2 separate regions of the Mus musculus genome follow, and region 1 is linked to region 2. Evidence: chromatin contacts called from public promoter capture Hi-C data. All regions are on one chromosome and are shown on one strand. Each heading gives the region's core, a stretch centred on a gene start, on an enhancer-like site or on the middle of the called end of the contact. The rest is flanking DNA. Distances are from core to core; before and after follow the strand shown. Region 1 holds the start of Ddi1 (DNA-damage inducible 1). Region 2 holds the start of Pdgfd (platelet-derived growth factor, D polypeptide).

Evidence for each region. Capture Hi-C pulls out chosen DNA fragments and counts their contacts.
Region 1: a contact with region 2 is called in a promoter capture Hi-C map of adipose tissue. The contact joins the promoter of Ddi1 here to the promoter of Pdgfd in region 2. A contact is called at or near these places in 4 of 484 Hi-C or Micro-C datasets (granulosa cells and uterus), 1 of 115 datasets of contacts at active chromatin or transcription factors (astrocytes) and 1 of 9 other capture datasets (adipose tissue).

Annotation. Positions count from the first base shown.
Region 1 is chr9:6,262,448-6,268,048 of GRCm38.p6, reverse strand. Ddi1 (DNA-damage inducible 1) reads left to right here and starts at 1,502. Exons shown (of 1, transcript NM_027942.1): 1 at 1,502-3,021. The coding sequence starts at 1,682. The coding sequence ends at 2,908. All of the region lies in intron 1 of Pdgfd (platelet-derived growth factor, D polypeptide), which reads right to left.
Region 2 is chr9:6,164,220-6,170,452 of GRCm38.p6, reverse strand. Pdgfd (platelet-derived growth factor, D polypeptide) reads right to left here and starts at 1,967. Exons shown (of 7, transcript NM_027924.3): 1 at 1,535-1,967. The coding sequence starts at 1,658.

The DNA.
Region 1 (5,601 bases), core at 253-2,752, 98 kb before region 2:
CCTGTAAATCAGAGCATCTTCCTCCTCCTGATTCGTTTCTCCACTGTCTGTACACACATAACCCCCCCACCCCCATCTCACTAAACCTGTCTCTTTCAGAAAGCTTTTCCTACTCAACAGACTTCACCATTTTCCATGTCTGTTCTCCTACTAGTGATTTCCTTCAGGCTGTTCAGAATTTTACTATGGTTTCTTCTTCATATTTAACATCTGCAGTTTGTGTTTATGCATGTGTCTCTTTTTTAGATTCTAAGTTCCTATAAGAACACAGCATGAATTTCACATCATTTAAGACTATATCCCCAGAACTCAATTAAGGCTTCCTGTTATGCAATCAGTCAACATTCATAATATAAGGATATAGAGTATGGCCACATTGAGATAATTAGAGCATGAAGTGATATAGTCTTTCATCTGAGTCAAACACAACAGAAATAGAAATAAAAGAAATAAAACCCTATTTTTTAGGTTGATGCATGAGCCTCTGCCGGATGGGGCACAGCTGAAAGTCCCTAAATACCAGATACGGTCCAGGTACAGAACTGTGGCTACTTTTTCATTCATAGGTAGACATTTGTCTGCAGATTTTCTACTCTGAGGTAGGTGCTTGTTTGGGTAGTGAGGGTAACTGTGCCCCAGGGTCAGAGAGAGACATATTTAGCTTCTGAGTTGCCATGTACTTTGAACTGCTTTCCTCGGAGGTTACTTTCACTCATCTGGTGAAGGTAACAGCCTCTTCTTACCCAGTGTCCATGGGTTGGTTTAGAGACTGTTTTTCTACTGCACCTTTGTCTTCAACATGACCCACATCAAGCAGTGTCCATCCAATTGAGATCCCCTCTCTTCCTCACTACTCAGTCCTGTGTTTTCCAGGCTTCACCAATATCTCCCTCTCGGCTTCCTGAGACGCTCTCTGGCTGCCCATGTTCTTCCTATGCTGCAGATCCCTCTACTTGTCAATGAAAACAACAGCAGTCACCATATGTCTCGAGTCTCTTTTAATCCTTTCCATCTTCTTCCTACCCCAACTTCCTGTTCTTCTTCCTCTTTCTGTCCTGCCTTTCATTTTGTCTGAAATGCCTAACCTATTCTCACCCCCCAGAAATGTCTGCCTTCTACATTCTGCTTGTAATTTGTTTAGTGCCCACAACCTCTGTGGTATTTATTGGCAGTGCTGAACAACTATCCTTACCCAAACTGGTGTACCTGTGTGTCTTCAAGGGCAGGGACCTGTGTCCTACTGAGGATGCAGCATGGCCCTTGAACTGTGAAAGTTACACTCACTCTTCAGAGACATGAAAAAGGATGTAGAATACAGGCCAACAGGCTAGACATTAACATGTTTAGAAGAAAAATGAGATGTTCTGCATAGCCTGTACTAAGAAGATTTTGAAGAGCCAGCCTTGGAATCCACTGGCTTTGAGCAACTATTTCTATGGAAACAGACATTCTAAGTTCCAAGCAACACATACACATATGAACTTGCTACCTTAAGGCTCCATGGGGCATCAGCTGGCTCTGGGTTTAGGAGGCAGCCCCCACTCTGTCTTGCCTTTCTGCGAGCTGAATGAGTTTCACACAAAGGTGTGAGGGGCAGGCCAAACATCCACCCAAACCAGCACCAATCAGCCAGTGATCCACCAGATGTTTTCTGCCAATGTGGCCTCCCTGAGCATAAACCATGCTGATCACTGTGTATTGTGTGCGTAGGGACCTCACAGAGGTAACCTTTTCCCTCCAGGTCAACCCTGACTTTGAGCTCTCAAACTTCAGAGTCCTCTGTGAGCTTGAGTCTGGTGTGCCTGCTGAGGAGGCCCAGATCGTTTACATGGAACAGCTCCTCACAGATGACCACTGCTCCCTGGGCTCCTATGGACTCAAAGATGGTGACATGGTTGTACTTCTTCAGAAGGATAATGTTGGACTTCGGACTCCAGGAAGGACTCCAAACCATCCTCGAGCAGATTTCACTGGGTCTGGGTCGGCCGTGCCTGGAACATCAAGTTCCCGACACCCGCATCAGCATCAACACCATTATCACCATCATCAACGTATACCATCAACACAGCAAGCCCACGGATTAGCCTCTGGAGAGAATATGACCTTTGCTCAGGAACTCGACAGCCCTGCCCTGATTCGAAGCATGCTGCTTTCCAACCCCCATGATCTGTCCCTGTTGAAGGAACGGAATCCTGCTTTGGCTGAAGCTCTGCTTAGTGGAAACCTTGAGACATTTTCTCAGGTCCTGATGGAGCAGCAGAGAGAAAGGACCTTGAGAGAGCAAGAGATGTTTCGTCTTTACTCTACTAACCCATTTGATCAGGAAACTCAGGCTAGAATAGAAGAAGAAATCCGACAACAGAATATTGAAGAAAATATGAACATAGCTATGGAAGAGGCTCCGGAGAGTTTTGGACAAGTCGCTATGCTCTATATTAACTGCAAAGTGAATGGGCATCCTTTAAAGGCTTTTGTTGACTCTGGTGCCCAGATGACTATCATGAGCCAAGCTTGTGCTGAGAGATGTAATATTATGAGACTGGTAGACCGACGGTGGGGTGGGGTTGCTAAGGGAGTAGGCACACAGAGGATTATGGGCCGCGTTCATCTGGCTCAGATTCAAATTGAAGGTGATTTCTTACAGTGCTCTTTCTCTATACTTGAAGAGCAGCCCATGGATATCCTTCTAGGGCTTGATATGCTCAGGAGGCACCAGTGTTCCATCGACCTAAAGAAAAATGTGCTGGTGATTGGCACTACCGGCTCACAGACTCACTTCCTTCCTGAAGGAGAGTTGCCCTTGTGTGCTAAACTGTTGAGTGGAACTGTACAAGAAGAGTCTTCAGACAGGGAAGTAGGAGGTACTATCAAACACCCTGTCAAGGGTCCTGGACGTAAAAAGCATTGAAGGAGGTCTTACATAATTATGCCACTGCCACAAGGAAACAAAGCCTCAGGCTTCAGGAAATTATAAGACATGAGCTCACTGGCAAAGTCATCATTAAAAACAATTTAGCAACCAACCCTGGCCTTGTGACTGAGTTCACAGATGGGTGATTATGTAAGACATCAGTGATTCATCAGAGTATGTATGTGGGCCCATTTCTTCACTCAGATCACTGAACCCCATCCAGGGGACAGTGCGGAGCTTCAAGTTGGCTTCCCAACAATCTAGGAGAAAGAAAACAAGTCTACCCTGTCAGATTATAGGGTGGCATGTCCAGGCCAAGGTCGATTTATTTTGCCCAAGTCCCTAGAAAAGAAGCCATTTAAATCTTTAAGACTAAAAAGACATGTAAACAAAATGTTTTCACATAAGCAATAGCAACCGTTTTATATTATGCCCCGAATCCCGTGTTTGTCTGTCTGTGTATGTGTCTCTCCCTCAACACAGGGCAGAGATTGAGAAATTTGGATAACTTTCTTAATCTCTTTCCACCTTAGCTTTTGAGACAAGTTCTCGCACAGAACCTGGAACCTTCCCAGTGTTGCTATAGTATAGTTATCTACCAACTTAATCCATCTTTTTCACATGAGTGATAGAGATGAAACCTAGGTCCTTGTGTTCCTGCAAAAGGCATTTTACTAATTGAGCCATACCATCAGCATCCCCTGTATCCCCTCTTTTAGAGACAGGGTCTCATGATTCTAAACCTGGTGTCAGACTTGAGATATGGATAAAGATGTCCTTATATTCCTGATTCTGCTGCTTCCACATACGGAGAGAGTGCTAGGAGTACAAGAAGGGCCTCACACCAAATTTGGTGTTGCTTGACAGCAAACATATGCCTTTGTGTATGGTAGACAAGCATTCCACCAAATAAGTTATACACTTACTCAAATTACTTTCATACTCAAAGATCTGTCTGTTTTCACACTCGGTTTATTTTAGGAAGGGTATGAGCAGTGCTGCAGAGTCTACTTCCTTCTTGGGCTCTCTACTACTCATAAATGCCTGCTCGGGGTAACGTGTTCATCAGGGTTACACTACTTTAATTTTATCTATCCCTAGATTCCCATAAGGTCCTGCTTATAAAGTCTACCTCCACACTTTGATATCTCTAACATATTCTTCTCCTTATTTTTAAAGAAAATACAATTGTAAGACAAACAATGACCTGGACTTTTTCATCTTAATTCTAGAAGTTCTTGGTCTGTATGGTGATGGGCTTGGAAGATGAGCGTGAACCATAGTTCAGGTCTCTGATTTCTATTTCAAGATTTCAGTTAGGCCATCTTGAATATATGTGCTGAGGCCTTTCAGATCTTGACTCATCTGAGAAAGCCCACTTTCAGATTAATGCTGGAAAGTAGAAGCCCTTTGACTTAGTTCTAGCCTGAAATACCTGAGACTAATACTTCAGCTTCCAGAGGCTGTCAGAAGCAAGGGACAGTGTGATTAAGAGGGATATTAGAGGGCTGCAGAGAAAAATCTGTGGTCAGAGTGCTCTTTGCTCTTCCAGGTGATCCAGCTCAGTTCTCACAGCCAGTGGAAGGTGGTGCACAACTAACTGCAACTCCAGCTCCTGGGGACCCAGTGCTCCCTTCTGTACTCTGCATAGACTCACCCACACACACTTAGATTCACACAGAGACACATGTTGATAAACAGTATTTTTATAATTAAAAATATTGGTACTATATAAACCATTCAAAGCCTAGAAACGATGGCCTGAGCTTATCTCACTGTCACTTAGACAAATGACCTACTTTAGGGTTACACTTATCCTCATTGAGCTGCTTTATAGGCAGGGCTGCCTTAGACAGAAGCAAAGCTCTGAAGACGTCTTAATAGTTATAAGAAAAAAAAAAAAACTTCCCTAATAATCACATTTCACTTTCTTTGGTTTGACTCTTGGTGATACTGATATTTTCTTTCTAAACACAAACTTACCTCCAGTGTTCTCAAGCCCACTTTTCTAACATTTCCTGCATCTGTGTCAAGTGTTACACAGCAGAACTGTTAAAAGTTCCATGGACAGATGGCCTTTTGATCTTTGCTCCTAATAAGTACTCAACACAAACTGCAATTACAAATAGAAGACAATTAGGTCCAAAGAGATGACTCAGTGTTTAAAGGTGCTTACCACCAAGTCTAGCTTCTTAAATTACATTCTTGGGAACTACATGGTAGGACATACCTCACCTCTACAGCTTGTGATCTGAAATCCTCACCTGAGCTCTGGTATGAACCATCCCTACCAGGAGGTTATTTAAAAATAAATGGTAAGGAAAAATAAGTAAATAAATAAGATGAAATTTATAAATAAACAATACACCTATAGAAGACATGGATTCCCTTAGTGACTAAAAAAATTGAATATCCATATCATATCATTTCCAGACTCAATCTTAAGGTCACTTTTATCAAATATACTAGATTTACAATGCCACATGGAATCAATTTTAATATCAAGTGACTTATCTAGTATATAAAAGTCATTCCAAAACTCACAGAATCTTTAAGGTAAAAGGCAGCTTACATTCCATTGAGGCTTCACTCACTCTCTCCTCAAGATGCATCCATCCAGGGAAATTATTGATCCAAAATATTTGTTTCATAGTTTTCGATAAATTGGTCCCCATGTTTCTTCTGCTAAG
Region 2 (6,233 bases), core at 718-3,217:
ATGCCTGACTGACCAGAGAATAGGGAAACTCTGGCGGGGTGTGGGCATCTTTTTCCTTCCGTTCTTCCCCAGGACCCCAGTGCTCCCCACCCTTTTTTTAAATTTTGTTCCCAACATACTGAAGACAATATCCAGGAAAACCAACTGCAAATGTGCACTGTACACTGACACTCAACCTTGTTTAGCCTTTAAAATTGAGAGCAAAATCTCTGTACTTTAATTGGGAGGGGGGTCACCCAAAACATACCATCACAATATTTTACAAAAACACTGCTATCCAGTAGGGATTTGAGTTCATAGGCCACACACCTCAACACTTTGGATAACTTGGAGACACTGCACTTTGTTCTACATTCTACCTGTCATCAGAAAGCAATTTCCAAGAGCCTTTTAAGGAAGTCTGAATTTAGAACATATTCAAGAAAGACACTGATTAGTGACTAAGGTGGCTACTATCATGTTACCAAGATGGTTAAATGTTTCTAGTTCAATCAAGCCACTAAGAACAACTCAATGATTTCCTTGATGGGAGGAGCAAGTGGAGTGATATGGAAGCAAGTGGAGGCTCTGGGTACTTTAACCAAGTAAGAGAATGAGCTTCATGTAGGATAACAAAAGCCAAAAATGTCTTGGGATATTACAGGTACCCAACACAAGGACTGTACCTTGCTAGGACCACAGGCTACAGCTGAGGGCCTAAGTTCCAGGAGAAAAGCTCAATGAGGAGTTTCTAGGACCTATTTTTCCCATGTATCTTGCACAGGACAGGAAAACAAGCATGCTTACTCAGTACCTTTCTTAGGACAGCCATTTCAGGAGCTTGGAAAACTTCCGTACAAAGGAAACCAACCAAAGAAGCCAGGTACCTTGTGCTACAAGAACATTCCAGGAACTCTGCCTCCCACACACTTAGTTCCTGACCCTTGTTGAACTCCAAGGGAAAGTCACTTGAGGGACATAAAGGACAACACTGACTTCTTTTGAAAACAAATGATTTATACATGGCCAGTCTGCTGCAAAAATAACCACAGTGTTGAAACGTGTCATCCCTACTCCCCTAACTAAAATAAAAAAATAAATAAGAATTACATTATCCAGTAAAGGCCATTGGACTCCACCGCCCACCACAATGCCAAGATGAGCACAGCCTGCAGCTTTCAAAGCCTGGAAGGAGACACCCACATCCTGGTGTCAACTACTCCAGGACACACACCTACTGATATGATTCTAAGTTGCAGGGAGAAAGCCACTTGACCCCACCCCCCAGTGTACTCCAGCACTTCCCCCAGTGGCCTCCAGGACACTTCAAAACACTCTCTAGTAGTTATAGAATGAGGGGCAATTTTAGCGGGGGGTGGGGGGGGTGGGGAAGGGTGAGGAGCAGGCAGGAGAATCCTTTCCAGAGAATGCCTTCTGAGTTCATTTGAAAAATTCAAAATCGGAGGAGGTGGGGTCTGGTGAATGACCCAAAGAACCTTGACAATAGCAAATGTGACCTTTTCAATGCTGAACACAAATCAAATGAATCGCTTACCATCTCTCCTGAGGTTGGCATTGCGCAAAGCTTTGATGGATGCTCTCTGCGGAGTCGCAAAAGTGTCCGGATAGCAGCTAAAGTTCGCGCACAGGAGAATGGAGACTAAAACGAGCCGTTGCATTTGGGCTCAGCGACCTAGGGATCGCGTTGCTCCAAAAGTAAATAAATAAAGCCCAAAGGGTTGAGTCGGCGGATTTCTACTGCACAGTCCCTCGCCTTCACCGCCTGTGTTGTCCCGGCCGCCCAGTTACTGGCGCTGCTCTCCCAAAACTTCCTGTAAGCTAAACTTTCCAAGCGCGTGTGTGTGCCGCATTTCCTTGTAGCTCTGACTTGATCAATAGGAGCTGGGCAAACAACAGGTTGACGTGGATTCGCCCCCCTCCGGTGGACAGCGGCTGCAGCACAGGCTGCAGGGAGCCGGCGTCACAGCGTCTGGCTCTTCTGCGGAAGGGAGGCTGTGTAGTTGTTGGGCAGTGCGGCTGGGAACAGGGATCCTGGAGTCCTGGCTCACAGTCCCAGCCAAAATAGCTCTGTCACTGAGCATGAGTTTGAAGGTGGTCCAGACCCTTCCCGTCTCCCAGGGTTTTATAGAAACTGGCCAGGAGTAGGGCACAAAGTGGTCAGGAGGAGTGAAAGGAGGATAGAACTTATCTAGAGGTGAGTGGTCAAATCCTCTGACAGCCCACTAAGTGCTGGCCTTGGTTACTGGAATCTGCTAGGACTATTATACTAGAACTCAAATCAACTGAGCAAGGCTTCACTCCACCTTCCACAGGAAATGCAATCACAAAGAAGCCCATGCTGAGTTTGCCTTGAGGCTCAGTTACCAATTCAGGAAGAGAAGCAGGGACTGTTTGAACACCTTGAGGCAAAGGCAGAAGAGGGCTACAAGGAGAGACTTTGTCTCAAACAACAACAGAAAATGAACACACACATAAATAAATTAGATGGAGTGGTGAATGCCAGTAATCTTGGTGTTTGGAGGTGAAGGCAGGTGGGTCAGCGTTCAAGGCCAACCTAAGCAGTATAGTGAACTCCATTTCAGGCCAGCCTGGGCTACGTGAAGACCCTGTTTAACAAAAAACAAAGCAAAATCCTGTGAATATTGTATGTTTTCTAGATTTTAAATATGTTAATACTATAGAAGAAATGAAGGAGGGATATTTGGCCATAGGTTAAAAAAAAAAAAAAAAAAAAAAAAAAACAGTGGGAGGAAAGAAAGCAAGAAAGCACTGGACCCCAGAAATGCAGTGTCTTTTGGTACAAAACACAAATAGAAATGATTTGTGTGACTGTGGCAAGAATTAGATGAACTAATTTTGTTCTATGATTTTTTTTTGGTAGATGAATCTCAATCAAGCATACATATTTCCTCAGCTGTTCATCAGTGACGTTTGTGATACAAAAGTCCCAACATCTTTAAGGCCTGAAAGTCTAGAGAATAGGACATACATGATATTCATTCATTAGAAGTGGCTGAGAAGGGAGGGGGTTATGACAATACAGACTTTACAAGTTACTCTACCACCCAGCACTGAAGAGGATATACATGTGGGTAACTTCATTTCAGCACTATTTCTGAGTGAGTAAAATGGAATGTAGTGCCCTCTTAGTTCTCGATCAAGTTCATGTAAGACGTTCTTGCTTTATGGATATCACTGTTTTATGGGCTGATGCATAAGAAAGTACATGCTATTGATGTGACCGACAATTGAAAAATTTGAATCCCCTTGAAGAAAAAAAAATCTGTTTATACTGTTTAAGTATATAATCTGCCCTGGAGAAAGACACAGAGAAGCAACATAGAAAGTAGGCTCACAGGCGATGGTACAGTCAGCGAAGTACCTGAAGACACACATCACACTTGTGTCACACTTGTGCACACTGTGGTATGCATTTGAAGCTCCAGTGCTGTGTAACGCAAACAGGTAGATCCCCGGATTTCAACTTGTGTAAAGGGAAAGCTCATGATTCAGCCAGAGATACCGGCTCAAAACAAACAATAGAGAAATTCAGTGTTAGCTTTTGGGCTTCACACATATAGCCACCACACAAACTTAAAAATAAGCACAGCTTTGCAGTCCCTGTTGTGATCACAAAAAAGTAAAGAAATATAAGAATATGTTCTATGGGAGTGAGGTGAGATGTAGGGGAAGGAGTGCCTGCTCCTCTCCACAGTTACCTGGCAACAGCCAGGTAGGCCTGGCCCACTCTGAAAGAGGCTGCTTGCCCCCTCCTGGCTCTCTTGCCTCTTTTGTTCTCTTACTCCCGCTTCTCTCTCTTGCCTCTTGCCCCATTCCCTTCCCCACCTCTCATCCTGGTTATGGCCGGCCTCTATTTCTCTGCTCTCTCTTTCTTTATGCCTTTCTCTGCCTCTGTTACCCTCTTAACTCTCCTCCTCATGCCCTAAATAACCTCTATTCCATGCTATATCATTGTGTGGCTGGACTCTCAGGGAGAAGGGATGCCTCAGCATGGGTCCGCTGAGGCACCCCCACCCCCCACATCTCACTATACCCCCTTAGAACATAATCTTATACTACCTTTATCTTTTTATGATCACAACAGTTCCTCATTTATTTATTCAACAAACACTAGATTTACTTTTGTTTCATTCTCTCTTCTAAATATCTTGAAGGTACAATAGCAATGAATTGAGACAAGGTTGTTAATCCCATAAGTGTATAATTTAGTGAGGCAGAGAAATCATAGTAAATGAATGTCTGCATTAGTAAGAGAAGAGGAACAAGAGGTATAAGAGCAGGAGGCTTGCTGACACGTCCAATCCATATTTCAGATGTAGTTGGAAATCTTCATTTAATTTTATACTTAGATTCAACCATGAGGACCTAGGAATAATGAGAAAATGTACAGTGGTTATACAATCATTCCAAGTATCAAAATGTTCGAATTGTCTGTCTCAATCTCATATAAAACACTGCATTTAAAATATTCATTCAAAGTACTTTTATCTGATGTACTGATGCTGGACACTTTTAAGTCATAGCTAAAACATGATAGCAAATGTTCTAAGACATCAACAATCAACATGACTTTTAATAGTAATGAATATCTAAATGTAACAATAAGACACAAAATCAGACACCTGAATCAAACTAATTATTTTGAATCTTGTTTTGTGTATCACTTAATAATCAACTTTTATGTTAAATTACAGCTACTAAGGCATGATTGTGCACAAAAAAATTTAATAAAAATACTTTAACAGTGAGGAAATTTCTGGCATAAAGATAAGAGGGAAGATTATCTCAATTTTTTTTTTTGTATGTGCTTCAAACTAACTCAACTAAATACTAAATTAGTCTTTGCTTGTGGACCATTAAGAAGAGTGAACCAACACAATGAAATCAGATTTGTAAATATTATTATGATTAACTACTTAAATCATCTCATTTATATTTAGCAATGCCCAGTGAAATTTGTATAACTAATGGGTACATGCATTGTTAAGAAAATGAAAGAAATAATAGCCTCTTATAATAGGTCTAACCATTATAGTGTTTATGCCAAAGGAATACTGTATCAAGATTGGATTGTTACATGGTTAAATTAGGATATGACACTATTTTTATCCTGTGACCTTTTCCTTTATAACAGGAACCAAGAATGCTGTTTTCTGTTTCATTTTCAAACATTCTTGGCTTCCTTTACTGCTTATAAAATTCTCAGTGGAGAAGTAATATGTGGCTTGGCCTTTTGAAAGACTTCTCAACTCTGCAAGTGGGTCAGCCCCCGTCCCCTCTTATTAAACTGAACTTCTGCCAATCTTTAGATTGTAACTCATGCAAGACCATGCTCTTGACAATAGTTGTCATTTTTATGGTGCCTACTTGGTTCAAAGTGGATCTCCTCTGTTGTTCACTTTTCACTCATTGGGTCTCAAAAAACAAAAACAAAAACAAAAACAGAACAAACAAACAAAACAAAAAAGCAAGCAAACAAACAAACAAACAAACAAAAACCTAATGAATCCAGGACACTACCTCCTGACTTCTACTCTGTCCTTTCTATAACACTGCCTAGATTGCTTTCAGAATTCTGAACATTTTGGGTTTTTTATTATAATATGTTCTCACAAACTGATTTCAGCGTGTGATACATGTGCAGGCTCACTTAAGCCCACATATATTTTAATCATTTCTGTTCCAAACTCTGACTGTATCCTGTCCTAGATTCATTCCTGCCACTGTGACAAAATATTCAGAACATCAACAACTTAAAGGAGAAAGGGTTTAATTACATCACAATTCTACTCCAGGGAAGCCAAGACAGGAGCTCAAGTATCTAGTCACATCATGTGCATCAATACTGCCTGCCTGCTTTCTTCCCTGATTATTTAGTTCTAACTAAGCTAGCTTTACTTATTCATAGTCCAGAATCCGCTTGCCAGGGAATGGTGCCACTCATAGTGGACTGACCCTTTAGGAAAGTCCCCACAGATGTGACCATAGGTTAATCTCATACTTGCAATCTCTTCATTTTAATTCCCTTCTCACATGGTTCTAGGTTTTTTCAAGTGGACAGTTAAAACTAACTAGCATATATACATATATACAAATATGAAAAACGACTTCTACACATTATAATCAACAGGGTTTAGAAAATTCAATAATTAATATAGACTAAAGTGTTTAATTAGTATAAACTAATGTTGATTTTTGCACCTAATCTTGAA